2 separate regions of the Sus scrofa genome follow, and region 1 is linked to region 2. A link is a contact called in public Hi-C data. All regions are on one chromosome and are shown on one strand. The core of a region is the stretch at or near the end of the contact, and the rest is flanking DNA. Distances in the headings are between cores, read along the strand shown. Region 1 holds the start of ADH1C (alcohol dehydrogenase 1C (class I), gamma polypeptide). Region 2 overlaps C8H4orf17.

What was found. Hi-C and Micro-C count contacts between places; a contact is called where the count stands out from the background.
Region 1: a Hi-C map of liver shows a contact between it and region 2, with 6 times the contacts expected there. The contact joins the promoter of ADH1C here to the enhancer-like site in region 2. A contact is called at or near these places in 5 of 47 Hi-C or Micro-C datasets (heart right ventricle, liver, skeletal muscle and 1 more).

What each region holds. Positions count from the first base shown.
Region 1 is chr8:121,085,089-121,091,994 of Sscrofa11.1, reverse strand. It overlaps ADH1C (alcohol dehydrogenase 1C (class I), gamma polypeptide), which reads right to left and starts at 2,576. Exons shown (of 9, transcript NM_001243939.1): 1 at 2,496-2,576. The coding sequence starts at 2,513. The region is part of intron 4 of C8H4orf17; the gene reads left to right.
Region 2 is chr8:120,998,701-121,006,044 of Sscrofa11.1, reverse strand. All of the region lies in intron 5 of C8H4orf17, which reads left to right. Among named protein-coding and RNA genes, the nearest start is that of ADH1C, 87 kb to the left of the region's middle. Within about 2 kb of position 1,879, at least 5 of the 83 cell types and tissues checked have an H3K27ac peak or open chromatin away from gene starts, as enhancers often do. A contact at or near this core is called in liver, where this site is marked.

The DNA.
Region 1 (6,906 bases), core at 1,327-3,826, 85 kb before region 2:
GTGAAACTGATTGTCCTCTTGCTCAATTATCCACTTAAACCAAAATAGTCTGAGTTTGATTCCAGTTACATGCTTGCCTTCCTGCTGAGGGTTTCTCTTTCTCTATGTGCCTATTTTGTTCCTTTGATTTTTCTCTCTCCACTCCTTCTGTGTGCTACTTCTTTGCATTACTCATTTGAAAGTTAGATTTGGCAGCTCTGTTGTGCAACATAATTTATGTATAGCGATTTCTTCCAGAGCCAAAAACTGCAGAGCTAAAGCTACACACATAAACACACACACTTAAAAATGAGAGAACTATGTGCCTGACATTTTAGCTAGCATAGCTTCCCTACAGATGTTCTTACAAATAAAAGTTGAACACATATTTTCAGTGCTTCAGAATGTAGTATAGGACTTTTCATTTTTGCCAAGCTTGTATAGTTGGGTGTTTTCTTCTAGAGAGAACTGAAATACTGCAACAATCAAAATTTCAGTTGAAATTTATCTGATAATTTATTGTCATTATTTATATGCCAGATCCTCCTACTTTGCAGAGTGTTTGTCATGGTCAGTGACACAATAAATATGAGCGTACTTGGAAATAACACACCAGTGGTAGATAGGTGTTGATTATTGGGTGCCGATGATGTAGCAGTCACACATGGAGGCACTGGGTGACTTATATGCTTGACGTTTAAACTTCAAGAGGCAGTATTACTGAATTATTAGTCTTATTTTACTGATGAAAAGATTGAGGCACAATTGACTCAGTAATTAGCTAAGTACTTTAACTAAAGTCACAAAGCTGTCTGTCCAGAGAATTAATATCCCACTTTATCTTTTCATTACTCCACAGTAGTAAAAGATTAACAAAAGATTCAGGTTAACAGTAACAACAATAATAATAATATCAATGACTAATATTGAATTATTTCTATGTACTAGGCACTATTATAAATGCTCTCCAATATTAAATTTTCACAACTACCTTATAAAGTAGGTATTATTACTGTTGCCATTTAGCCTCTGAAGAAAATATAATGCAGGCAAGAGTAACCATAAATGAAGTGTTGTAAAGATAAAAGTTTTCGATGTTGCACCTGAGGGGAAAAGATTGATAGCCTATAATTTATGATTTTCATTAATATATTTGGTTTATCCTTTTGCTCCCTAATTCATTATTTATTTATTTTATTATTTATTTATTTATTTTTTGTCTTTCTGTCTTTTCTAGGGCCGCACCCACGGCATATGGAGGGTCCCAGGCTAGGGGTCTAATTGGAGCTATAGCCACCGGCCTACACCAGAGCCACAGCAGCGCCAGATCCAAGCTGCGTCTGCGACCTACACCACAGCTCACGGCAACGCTGGATCCTTAACCCACTGAGCGAGGCCAGGGATCGAACCCGCAACCTCATGGTTCCTAGTTGGATTAGTTAACCACTGAGCCATGATGGGAATTCCTCATTATTTCTTTTAAGCTGGGTTTCAGCAAGTTTAATTTTTCTTTTTCCTGTCTATTCTTCATTTGGAATGTAATAGGCCATTGCAATGCTAATCGGCAATGAATGAAAATAGTCAGAATAAGAACACTGACAATTGGTTACCCCTGTGATTTCCAGTCAGTCTTTTTGATATAAGCCTGTAGTGTCATGTTGTGTGTAGAAACTCAGAAGCTTTCAATAGTTATTGTAGCAAGATATTATATTGTACAATTCACTCCTAACACAGCAAAACCTACTGGAAACAGTTACACAGACTTTTGTCAGTAAGCAAAAGTCTTAAAATTGTATTGTATTTAATAACTACATGCATTTCTTTGCATGTGTAAGCACAGTGAACAAATAAATATGAATCTGTGGAAGACTTAGAACCAGATATTTCTGTTCCCAGTGCTAATAAGTGATTCAAACTGTATCAGTATTAATTTTGTTTTGTAAAATCACATTGACTTTATTATGGGAAAGATATTCTATAGGATTTCTATGGCAATTTCTTGAATTGTGCCTTTTAAAGCAGAATTTGCATATTGATGTTAGTTTGCTTAGTCTTAATCATTCTAATGCTTTGAGAGCAGTGAAACTTTTGTCACACTTAACTTTCCTGTATTCATAAAAAGAATATGATTACAAAGAATAGCACATTTAAATTATGGTTTCTTACTATAAAGAAAACTTTCTTAATATAAAGATAACTTCTTGATTAAAAACATTTCATTTTAATTTTAGATTTGCAAATTACTCATGATCGTTTATAACTACTGCACATTTATTTAATATAGACTTTAATAGGTATAGATTCTATACATATTTGTTAAAGACATTTAAGAATAATTCACTTCAACTGTAGTTTAATATGCATACATTGAAGCATATATTCTATGCTGTATTTCAGTATATATTGCTTCTCACTTGTATATGCATTTTAAATTATTCACTACATTCTATAGCTCTTTGTGTATTATATGAATTAGAATATAATTCCAAAAGTAAAAAAAAAAAATTTTCCCTTACTTTTCCTGCTGTGCTCATGTTTCTGCTTTCTCTGCAGGCCAGGAGATGTGAATTCTTGCAGATTCTCCTCTGCTCAAGTACGTACAGCAGATATATTGAGCAGATTTTTATTTGCTTGAGTAACACCTAGTTCCACACATGTGATCTGGGATCTTTAAGCCACACCCACCAGCGTATTCTCAGACCAAGTCAAATCAGGAAGAAAGGGCACTGAATCAGCACTCATAGACTTTTTTGGCAATATGATGATTTCAGGTTACATATTGACTTAATTAGGTTAAATATTTCCATATATATATAAATATTTATATTTATCTTTTTCCTGGATGCCATACTTCTCTTAGTTCCACACAGAGTGTTCAGAGTTCTCTTTTCCCTTTGTGTGAACTAAGCTCCAATTTCTAATCCACATGATTCAGTGAGGAAGGAGGAGAAGTCAGAAAGCAACACAAATAACATGGAGAGAGAGCTACAAGCCTGAGGCAGATGTTTGCTCCAGCACTCTCTTCTCACCATAGAGACATCAGATACCAATCAGTGACAGCAAAGGTACTAAACGTTTCTGGCACTTCTGTTCCACTCAGTATCAGTCAGCACTGACTGAGAACCTCTCTATCCTAGATACTCGGGTGGGTACAGTGGTGTGACAATCATGGATAAGAGGTGGCCTCTACTTGAACCAAGAGGCTGTATGGGACAGTGGTTATGGCATGGCTTTGGATTTGAGCAGACCCTATCCTTACCAGCTGTGTGAACTTGGGCTTATTCAACTGTCCTTGGCCATAGTTTCCCTCTCTGTAAAGTGAGGATGAATAGTAGGACCCCTGAAAGGGTTGTTTGATGAACAAATGAGATAATACTTTAGAACATATATCAGGGATCCTGACAAACAGGACAGCCTTTAATAAATACTAGCTACAATGATTATGCATAAAAGTAAAATCACAGTCTATAGGGGGAAAAGATACAGGCAAGTCAGACCATCTGGGATATTCTAGATCAGAGGGAGGGCATTCTGACTGAAGAACTCCTAGGATGCTTTTTAGAGAGAAGATATTTAAGTTAGAAACAAAATAATGCCATTTTCAGCAACATGGATGGAACTAGAGACTCTCATACTGAGTGAACTCAGTCAGAAAGAGAAAGACAAATACCATATGATATCACATATATCTGAAATCTAATATACAGCACAAATGAACCTTTCCACAGAAAAGAAAATCATGGACTTGGAGAACAGACTTGTGGTTGCCAAGGGGGAGGGGGAGGGGGTGGGATGCATGGGGTGCTTGGGGATAATAGATGCAGACTGTTGCCTTTGGAATGGATTAGCAATGAGATTCTGCTGTGTAGCACTGGAAACTATGTCTGGTCACTTATGAAGGAGCATGGTAATATGAGAAAAAAGAATGTATACATGTATGTGTAACTGGGTCACCATACTGCACAGTAGAAAATTGACAGAACACTGCAAACCAGCTATAATGGAAAAAAATAAAAATCATTATTTAAAAACAAAACAAAAAAATAAAAATCATTATTTAAAAACAAAACAAAAAAAGAAACAAAGTACTGCTCATATTGCCAATTAGTCAAGAAAGCTCACTCTGCATGTCCATTGTCTTTGTCCCAAGAGTATGAGAAAGAGAATATGAGTTTGATTTTTAGTAAATCTCACATCTTTTACCAACAGTTGCAGAATATAGTGCATTCAACTACTTAATTAGATACAGTCTGTTAACATTCTCTGAAATTGTGAAGGAAACAACACTATTGTCTGTTTCTAACTTTACTGATGCAGGTGTAGAGAGCCATGGTAGGCCTACCCTATGACCACATAGCAGAGAGACAAGAAAGGTCTTTCACTTCAGTGTGGTCTCATAACTTGAAATGGCCCAACTTCTAGACAGTTGTCACCACCCTGCTCTTCCCTCATCTTAACTTGTGGAGGAGAACAAGGCAAAGAAAAGGAATCTGGGAGTTCCCGTCGTGGAGCAGTGGTTAACGAATCCGACTAGGAACCATGAGGTTGCGGGTTCTGTCCCTGCCCTTGCTCAGTGGGTTAACGATCCGGCGTTGCCGTGAGCTGTGGTGTAGGTTGCAGACGCGGCTCGGATCCTGCGTTGCTGTGCCTCTGGCGTAGGCCAGGGGCTACAGCTCCGATTCAACCCCTAGCCTGGGAACCTCCATATGCCGCGGGAGCGGCCCAAGAAATAGCAACAACAACAACAACAAAAGACAAAAAGACAAAAGACAAAAAAAAAAAAAAAAAAAAAAGAAAAAAGAAAAGGAATCTGACCACTTTTGAGAGATTCTGAGTAGTATCAAGGGGCCCATGTGTCCCAACCAATTAGAAAGACTCATTGGCTTGGTGTGTTTATAGGCTGATAGAAGGATAGGATATCAAGAATGATGTAAATTCTTAATAAATTTGTGGTTTATTTATGAGACATACATTTACAGGAAGTTAATGGCCACAATTTATTGATCACCTACCATGTTTCTAGAAATCCAATGAGTTTTTCATACATTCTAACATACAATCCTCAGAGCAGTCCTACAAGGAATATACTATTATTATTCCCATTTTACAGATTAAGTAAGAGAAGCTCAGAAATTATAGATCCCCAAATGTCCTTTCTAATTAGGTCAGAAATATTGGCTTTAAAAACATAAAGGTACTCAGGCTGGAGTTAATAAGAGTTCTAGTGTATGACTATAATAGGTAATTACATAAGCATCAAAGAATAAGAAGTGAATGGTATGGCTTGAAAAAGTGGAATATCAGAGCTAATTGACTATTTTGCATCTTTGATTCTCTGTCCATCTATCTGTCTGTCTGTTGGTCTCTCTCAGAACATAGCCTGGCCTAATTCTATATTTTTACCAAAGTCTCTCTGTTTAGCAGTTGAGTCAGATGTTGTCTTAGTCTGTCTGGGCTTCTATAACAAAAACATCAAAGACTGCTTAAACAATGCTTATTTCTCATAGTTCTGCAGGCTGGAGAATCCAAGGTCAAGGTGCTGGCCGATTCTGTGTCTGGTGAGAGCTTACTTCTTGTTCATAGCTGAGCATCTTTGTACTGTGTCCTCACGTGGTAGAAGACAAGAGAGCTCTCCAGGGCCTCTTTTATAAGGGCATTAATCTCATGAGGGTGCATCCTTCATGACCTAATCATCTCCCAAAGGCCCCACCTCCAAATACCATGTATTGGGGATTAGGTTCAAACGCTAATTTTAGAGGAACACAAACACTCCATCTATATCCGCAGTCCAGCCATGAACAATGTTAAAAACAGAGGGCTGACGTTATGCATCTGTAGAGAGCTACACCATCTCCAATGGTATCGTGAAGATGGCAAGTGGCAGTGGCACAATTCTAAGTGACATCTCTCTGATTCAGAAGCCCACATTCTTTCCACTGCTCTGTAAAAAGAAAGCAGGGTAGAACAGGGTTTAAGACATTTAGCTATCTATCCACTAAGGTAGCCTCACATTTTATAAGGCTTGAATAAGAAGACTTCAACTAGCAAAAATTTCAGAAATCATCCAGTCCAAATTCCTGATTTTATAGGCCAAATGACTTGGCAGAGCAATGCAGTTAATATTTACTTAAACAATGCTTGGAAAGGATAAAGATGTAACTCTTCTCACAGGTGCATAAATAATCTAATATCTTCCAAATATCATGGGGTTTAGGCAGGGATAAAGAGGGAAGTTAATAACAGCCAAACACTTCATTTGCCATGGCAATATCTTTAATATGCCCAAGTCCAATACCATAAATCAAGTATTTACTTAACATTTTACGTTGACATTGAAGCCTAAATTGGTGAGGGCATTAAAGTTATCTCCCTTCCATTGAAGTTAGAAAATAATTTGGCAGCTTTGACCCCTGATCCTAACATAAAAAGCATCTATAGAATGCTTAAAAGGTTTGTTCCTAGATCTCCTTGTGAAAGGTCTTAGGGAATAATCTCAGAGAAGCGGAAGGCAAAGCCACGCAGATTTTGACAGTTTTCTCTGAGCTCCAAATTCAGATATTCTGAATATGTGGCAGATGATTTAGTGAAATACTATGGATCAGTATGATGAAGTGCACAGTGACCTCAGAGGCAGCAGCAGCAGCAGCTGGGCCCAGCTCTCTTGGCAGAGTGAGTGTGAACTTTGCCTTCTGAGCGACCACTGGGCTGTACCTTCTTCTTGGAGGTCTAAGCCCCAATTTTCTGGTGCCCTTTGGCTCAGATTTCTGTTCTGGCAATGCCACCCCTTTCTATTCATTCTCCCAGCCCTCCTGGGCTTAATGTTCTTAGTGACCTCAATATACCCTCTGTGATCTTTTAGCCTTCCAACACTCTATAACCAAGTTTCTGTATTAAATCCATTTTATTTGAAATGCAGAGTTTTCTGGT
Region 2 (7,344 bases), core at 630-3,129:
TGAAAATCAGAGCTCTGGCAACATTTCCGCCAACACAAAAGTAGGAGAGATCCCTCCTGCTATCTGAAAGTCATGGGCTTCAGTTTGCTACAGATTAGCTTGGTCACCTTGTGCTCTGTTTCTCTCTCTTTATAGCTGTTCTTTCAGTAATTAATGTTTATTATCATTAAATCATTATCTCAATTGATGTTCATAAAAGCCTATGAAGTGAATGATATTAAATCCATTTTTTCCTTTTCCATTAGTTTACTATAATATATTGAATATAGTTCAACAGTAGGACTTTGTTGTTTATCTTTTTTACATATAGCATTTTGTATCTGATAATCCCAAACTCCTAATTTATTCCCCCCCATCTTTCCCTTTTGGTAACCATAAGTGTTTTCTATGTCTGTGTGTCTGTTTCTGTTTTGTAAATAAGTTCATTTGTATTTTTTTTTAGATTCCTCATATTAGTGATATCATATGATATTTATCTTTCTACGCTAACTTAATTCAATTACTTTGATAATCTCTAGGTCCATCCATGTTGCTGCAAATGGTATTATTTCTTTTTCATGGCTGAGTAGTATTCAATTATATATATGCACTGTATCTTCTTTATCCATTCCTCTATCCATGGACATTTAGGTTGCTTCCATGTCTTGGCTATTACAAACAGTGCTGCTATGAACATGGTGGTGGATGTATCTTTTCAAATTATAGTTTTCTCTGAATATATGTGCAAAAGTGGGATTGCTGGATCATATGGTAACTCTACTTTTAGCTTTTTGAGGAATCTCCATTCTGTCCTCCATAGTGGCTACCCCAATTTACATTTCCACCAACAGTGTAGAATGAGTCCCTGTTCTCTTCACCCTCTCCAAAATTTGATATTTTTAGACATTTTGATGAGGGCCATTCTGACTGGCATGAGGTGGTACCTCACTGAGGTTTTGATTTGCATTTCTCTAATAATTAGCAAGGTGGTAATTCCAATAATAAATTCCTAATAATTAGCAAGATCATTTCATGTGCCTGTTGGCTATCTGTATGTATTTTGAGAAATGTCTGTTTAAGTCTTCTGCCTATTTTTGGATTGGTTTTTTTGTTGTTGTTATTGAATTATATGAGCTATTTGTATATTTTGGAAATTAAGCCCTTGTTGATTGCATTGTTTGCAAATATTTGTTCACAGGTTGTATTTTTGTTTTATTTGTGGTTTCCTTTGCTGTGAAAAAGCTTACAAGTTCGATTAGGTCCCATTTGTTTATTTTTGTTTTTATTTCTATTGCTTTAGGAGAGTAACCTAAGAAAACACTGGCACAATTTATGTCATAGAATATTTTCCTATGGTGTCTTGTAGGTGTTTTATGGTGTCTTATATATGTCTTTAAGTCATTTTGAGTTTATTTTTGTGTATAGTCTGAGGGTGTGTTCCAATTTCATTGGTTAAATGCATCTGTCCAGCTTTTCCGACACCACTAACTGGTGGTAGGGAAAAGAAAGAAGAGACTGTCTTTTCTCTATGGTATATTCTTGCCCCCTTTGTCAAAGATCAAATGACCATAGATGTATAGGTTTAGACCAATTTTAGAGATGGGGGATTAAGATACAATTTAAATGAGCCTCAAAGGTAATCTCAAAGGGGAAGTGATGTGCTACTTGAGTGACCAATGAAAAGTATGTGTAGTTTGTGGAAGTGTCTATAAAACAGCTGAAAAAAGGGAAGGATGATGAAAAGGAGGGGAAAGAAAGGGAAAGGAAACAAGCTGGAAGGAGACGAGTTGAATGAGTCCTAATCCTAACCCAAGGAGCAGAGATTAGCACAAAGCCCTTATTGACTTGCTTACCCACACACAGAAACAACCTCAAAGAGAAGGGCGGGCTCTTCAACAATACGAACTGCCAGGCAGAGCCAGGCTAACACGATTTAACAAACTCTTGGGTAAACATACCCAGGTCATAGTCCATGGTTCTTCTGCCTCTTTTTCTGATCAGCTGTATCCTCAGAGTCAAACTCACTTTCTCCCCTTGTTGTCATCACCTGGGCTCTGTGGAGCCCAAACTAACCAGTAAAATGCTGTAAGAAAAATTTAGATTGAAGGCAAAACAGACTAGAGTTTGCATTTCAGGTTTGCTGGCTATGAAACTATAGGCAGATGACTTAATTTCTTGTACCCACTTTTTTCTCATCTGCTAAGTGGAGGAGATAGTGTCTTTCTTGTAGGGAGACTACACTGAACAGAGCTTAAGAGCTCAATCTCTGGACTCTGACGTCCATTTGAGAATGTCTTTAACGTTGATAAGTTACCTAATTTTTGCAAGACTTAATTTCTTCATCTATAAGATAACACTAATAGCACTTATTTCACAAAATGGTTATGAGAATTTAATGAGATTCTGTATATGAAATTTTAAAAATGTTATTGAAGTATAGTTGTTTTTATAAGATTGATAATTTCTGCTGCACAACAAAGTGATTCAGTCATACATATACACATATCCATTCTCTCTCAAACTCTTTTTCCAACATAGATTACCACAGAATATTGGGTAGAGTTCTCTGTGCTATATAGCAGGTGCCCATTGGCCAATCATTCCATATATCTCAGTGTGTATTTGCCAATCCCAAAACCCCCAGTCCATCCCTCCCACGCCCTCCCCTAATCTCTCTCCTTCGGTGACCATAAGTTTCTCAAGGTCTGTGAATCTGTTTCTGTTCTGCAAATAAGTTTATTTGTATTTTTTTTTAGATTCCACATATGAGTGATATCATATGATGTTTGTCTTTCACTAGTTAGTCTAACTTCACTTAGAATGATGATCTCTAGTTCCATCCATGTTGCTGCAAATGGCATTATTTCATTTCTTTTCATGGATGAGTAATACCCCATTGAATATATGTACCACAACTTCTTTGTCCATTCCTCTGTTGATGGACATTTAGGTTGCTTCAATGTCTTGGCTATTGTAAATAGTGCTGCAATGAATATTGGGATACATGCATCTTTACAAATTATGGTTTTCTTCATATAGATGTGCAGGAGTGGGATTGCTGGATCATATGGTATTTCTATTTTTAGTTTTTTTTTAGGAATCTCCATGCTATTTTCCATAGTGGTTGCACCAATTTACATTCCCACCAACAGTGTAAGAAGGTTCCCTTTTCTCTACACCCTCTCAAGCATTTATTGTTTGTAGACTTTTTGATGAAGACCATTCTGACTGGTGTAAGGTGTTAACTCATTCTAGTTTTGATTTGCATTTCTCTTATAATTAGTGATGTTGAGCATCTTTTCATGTGCCTGTTGATAGTACATAGGTCTTGCTTTGGAGAAATGTCTGTTTAAATCTTCTTTCCATTTTTTGATTGGGTTTTTTTATATTGAACTGAAGGAGATGTTTGTATATTTTGGAGATTAAACCCTTGTCAGTTACTTCATTTGCCAATGTATTCTCCCTTGTGTGGGTTGTCTTTTCATTCTGTTTGTGGTTTCCTTTGCTGTGCAAAAACTTTTAAATTTATTTAGGTCCCCTTTATTTCTTTTTGTTTTTATTGTCATTACTCTGGGAGGCAGATCTGAGCAGACATTGCTATGGTTTATGTCACAGAGTGTTTGGCGTATTTTTTTCTCTAAAAGTTTTACAGTATCCTGTCTTTCATTTAGGTCTTTAATCCATTTTGAGTTTATTTTTGTGTATGGTGTTAGAGAGTGTTCTAACTTCATTCTTTTGCATGTAGCTGTCCAATTTTCCCAGCACCACTTACTAAAGAGACTGTCTTTTCTCCATTTTATATTCTTGTCTCCTTTGTCATAGATTAATTGACCATAGGTGCTTGGGTGTATTTCTGGGCTTTCTATCCTGTTCCATTGATCTATATTTCTGTTTTTGTGCCAGTACTATATTGTGTTTATGACTGTAGTTTGTAGTATAGTCTGAAGTCAGGAAGCCTGATTCATCCAGCTCCATTTTTCTTTCTCAGGACTGCTTGAGCTATTTGGGGTCTTTTGTGTTTCCATACAAATTTAAATTTTTTAAATATAATTCTGTGAAAAATGTCATTGGTAATTTGATATGGATTGTGTTGAATCTGTAGATTGCCTGGGTAGTATGCTCATTTTGACAATACTGGTTCTTCCAAATCAAGAGCATGGTATATCTTTCCATTTGTTTGTGTCATCCTTGATTTCTTTCATCAGCATCTTATAGTTTTCAGAATACAGGTCCTTTATCTGTTTAGGTAGGTTTATTTCTAGGTATTTTATTCTTTTTGATATAATGGTAAATGGGATTGTTTCCCTAATTTCTCTTTCTGGTATTTCATTGTTAATGTATAGAAAGGCAGTTGATTTCTATGTATTGATTTTGTATTCTTCAGCTTTATCAAATTCATTGATGAGCTCTAACAGTTTTTTGGTAGCATCTTTAGGATTTTGTAGGTATAGTGTCATGTCATCTGCAAACAGTGATAGTTTTACTTCTTTCTTTCCAATTTGGATTCCATTTATTTCTTTTTCTTCTCTTATTGCTAGCTAGGACTTCCAAAACTATGTTGAGTAGAAGTGGCAAGAGTGGACATTCTTGTCTTATTCTTGATCTTAACGGGAATTCTTTCAGCTCTTCGCCATTGAGAATGACTTTAGCTGTGGGTTTGTCATATACAGCCTTTATTATGTTGACATAGGTTCTCTCTATACCCACTTTCTGAAGGGTTTTTATCAGAAGTGGGTTTTGGATTTTGTCAAAGGCTTTTTCTGCCATCTATTGAGAGGACCACACAGTTTTATTCTTCAATGTGTTAATGTGGTGTATTACACTGATTGATATTGAAAAATCCTTGCATCCCTGGGATAAATCCCACTTGATTATGGTATATGATCCTTTTAATATATTGCTGGATTCCTTTTGCTAGTATTTTGTTGAAGATTTTTACATCTATGTTCATCAGTGAAATTGGCCTGTAGTTTTCTTTTTTTATGGTATCTTTATCTGGTTTTCATATCAGGGTGATGGTGGTCTAATGGAATAACTTTGGGAGACTTCCTTCCTCTGCAATTTTTTTGAGGTTTCAGCAGGGTAGGTATTAATTCACCAGTGAATTCTATCAAATATTATTATATTTCAACCCTTATTATATTATATATAATATATATTATATTTCAACCCTTTTTTTGTTGAAAGTTTTAAAATCACACTTTCAATTTCCGTACTTGTGATTGGTCCATTCGTCTTTTCTATTTCTTCCTGGTTTAGTCTTAGAAGATTGTACCTTTTAAGAATTTGTCCATTTCCTCTAGGTTGTCCATTTTATTGGCATATAGTTGCTTGCAGTAGCCATCTCTTACAATTCTTTGTATTTCTGTGATGTCCATTGTAACTTCTCCTTTTTCAATTCTAACTTTATTGGTTTGAGTCCTCTATCTTTTTCTTGATGAGTCTGGTTAAGGGTTTATCCATTTTGTTGATTTTTTTCTAAAGAAGCAGCTTTAAAGTTTCATTGATCTATTCTATGGTTTTCTTCATTTCTATTTCATCTACCACTGCTCTGATCTTTATGATTTCTTTCCTTCTACCCACTTTGGGTTTTGTTTGTTCTTCTTTACCAGTTTTTTTAGGTGTGAGATTAGGTTGTTTATTTGAGATTTTTCCTGTTTCCTGAGGTAGGCTTGTACTGCTATAAATTTCCCTCTTTGAACTGCTTTTGCTGCATGCCATAAATTTTGGATTATTGTGTATTTATTGTCATTTCTCTCTAGGTATTTTTTCACTTCCTCTTGATTTCCTCAGTAATCTATTGGTTGTTTAGTAGTATGTTGTTTAATCTCCATGGGTTTTTTTTCATTTTTTTCCTTGTCATTGATTTCTAGTCTTCGAGCATTGTAGTTGGAAAAGATCCTTAATATGATTTCAATTTTCTTAAATTTACTAAGGCTTGATTTGTGGCCCAGAATGTGATCTATCTTAGAAAATATTCCAGGTGTGCTTGAGAAGAATATGTACTCTACTGCTGTGGGTGGAAAATTCTATAAATATCTATTAAGTCTAATGCATCATTTAAGGCCTGTGTTTCCTTGTGAATTTTCTGTCTTGATGATCTGTCCACTGCTGTTAATGGGGTGTTAAAGTCTCCCACTATTATTGTGTTATGGTCAATTTTTCCTTTAAAGGCTGTTAGCAGTTGCCTTATACATTGAAGTGCTCCTTTGTTGGGTGCGTATGTATTTACAATTGTTGTATCTTCTTGGATTAACCTTTTGATCATTATGCAGTGTTCTTCTTTGTTTCTTATAATATTCTTTCTTGAAGTCTATTTTGTCTGATATGAGTATTGACATACTCATATTAACTATTCCAGCTTTCTTTTATTTACATTTGCATGGAATATCTTCCTCCATCCTCTCATTTTGTTTGTATATGTCCTTAGAACTGAAGTGGATCTTTTGTAGACAAAGATATATGGGTCTTGTTTTTGTCTCCTTTTGGCCATGTCTTTTGGTTGGAGCATAGTCCATTTACATTTAAGGTTATTATCAAATGTAAGTTCTTATTGCCATTTTGTTAATTGTTTTGGATTTTTTTTTGTTGGTCTTTTTTCTTCCCTTGCGGTTTGATGACTATCTTTAGTGTTGTGCTTGGATTGATTTTTCTTGTTCGTTTGTGTATCTATTGTAGGTTTTTTGTTTATGGTTACCATGAGGTTTTCATATAGGAGTTTATATATACAAAATTGTTTTAAGTTGCTGATCTCTTACTTGCAAATGCATCTTAATATTGTGCATCTCTAATATCCTCCTCTTCTTATGATTGCTGGTTTTGGTATCATATTTTGGTGTGGATGATTTCCTAGCTTTGCTATATGTTTGTCTTTATCAGTGAGCCTTCTCATGTATAATTTTCTTGTTTCTGGTTGTGGCTTTTTCTTTTCCACCTAGAGAAGTTCCTTTAGTATTTGTTGCAAAGATGGTTTAGTGGTGCTGAGATTAGAGGCAGCTGTGTTCCTAGAGGGTCTTTAGGCAGCCTGTTTTCTGATGGGTGGGGATGTGTTCCCACCCAGATTATTGTTTGTCCTGGGGATTCTCAGTCCTGATGGGTGGTGCCATATTTTTCCAAAATGGCCATCTTCAGGGGAGCTCACACTGATGAATATTCCCAGGACCTCTGCCTCCAATGTCCTGCCTACACAGGTGAGACACAGCTAATCCCTGCTTTCCCAGGAGATCCTCCAAGACACATGCGTAGGTCTGACCCAGATTCTTAAGGAGTCCCTGCTTTTCCCTGGGACCCAGTGCACATGGAATCCTTTATGCGCCCTCCAAGAGTGGAGTCTGTTTCCCCCAGTCCTGTGGAGCTCCTGCACAC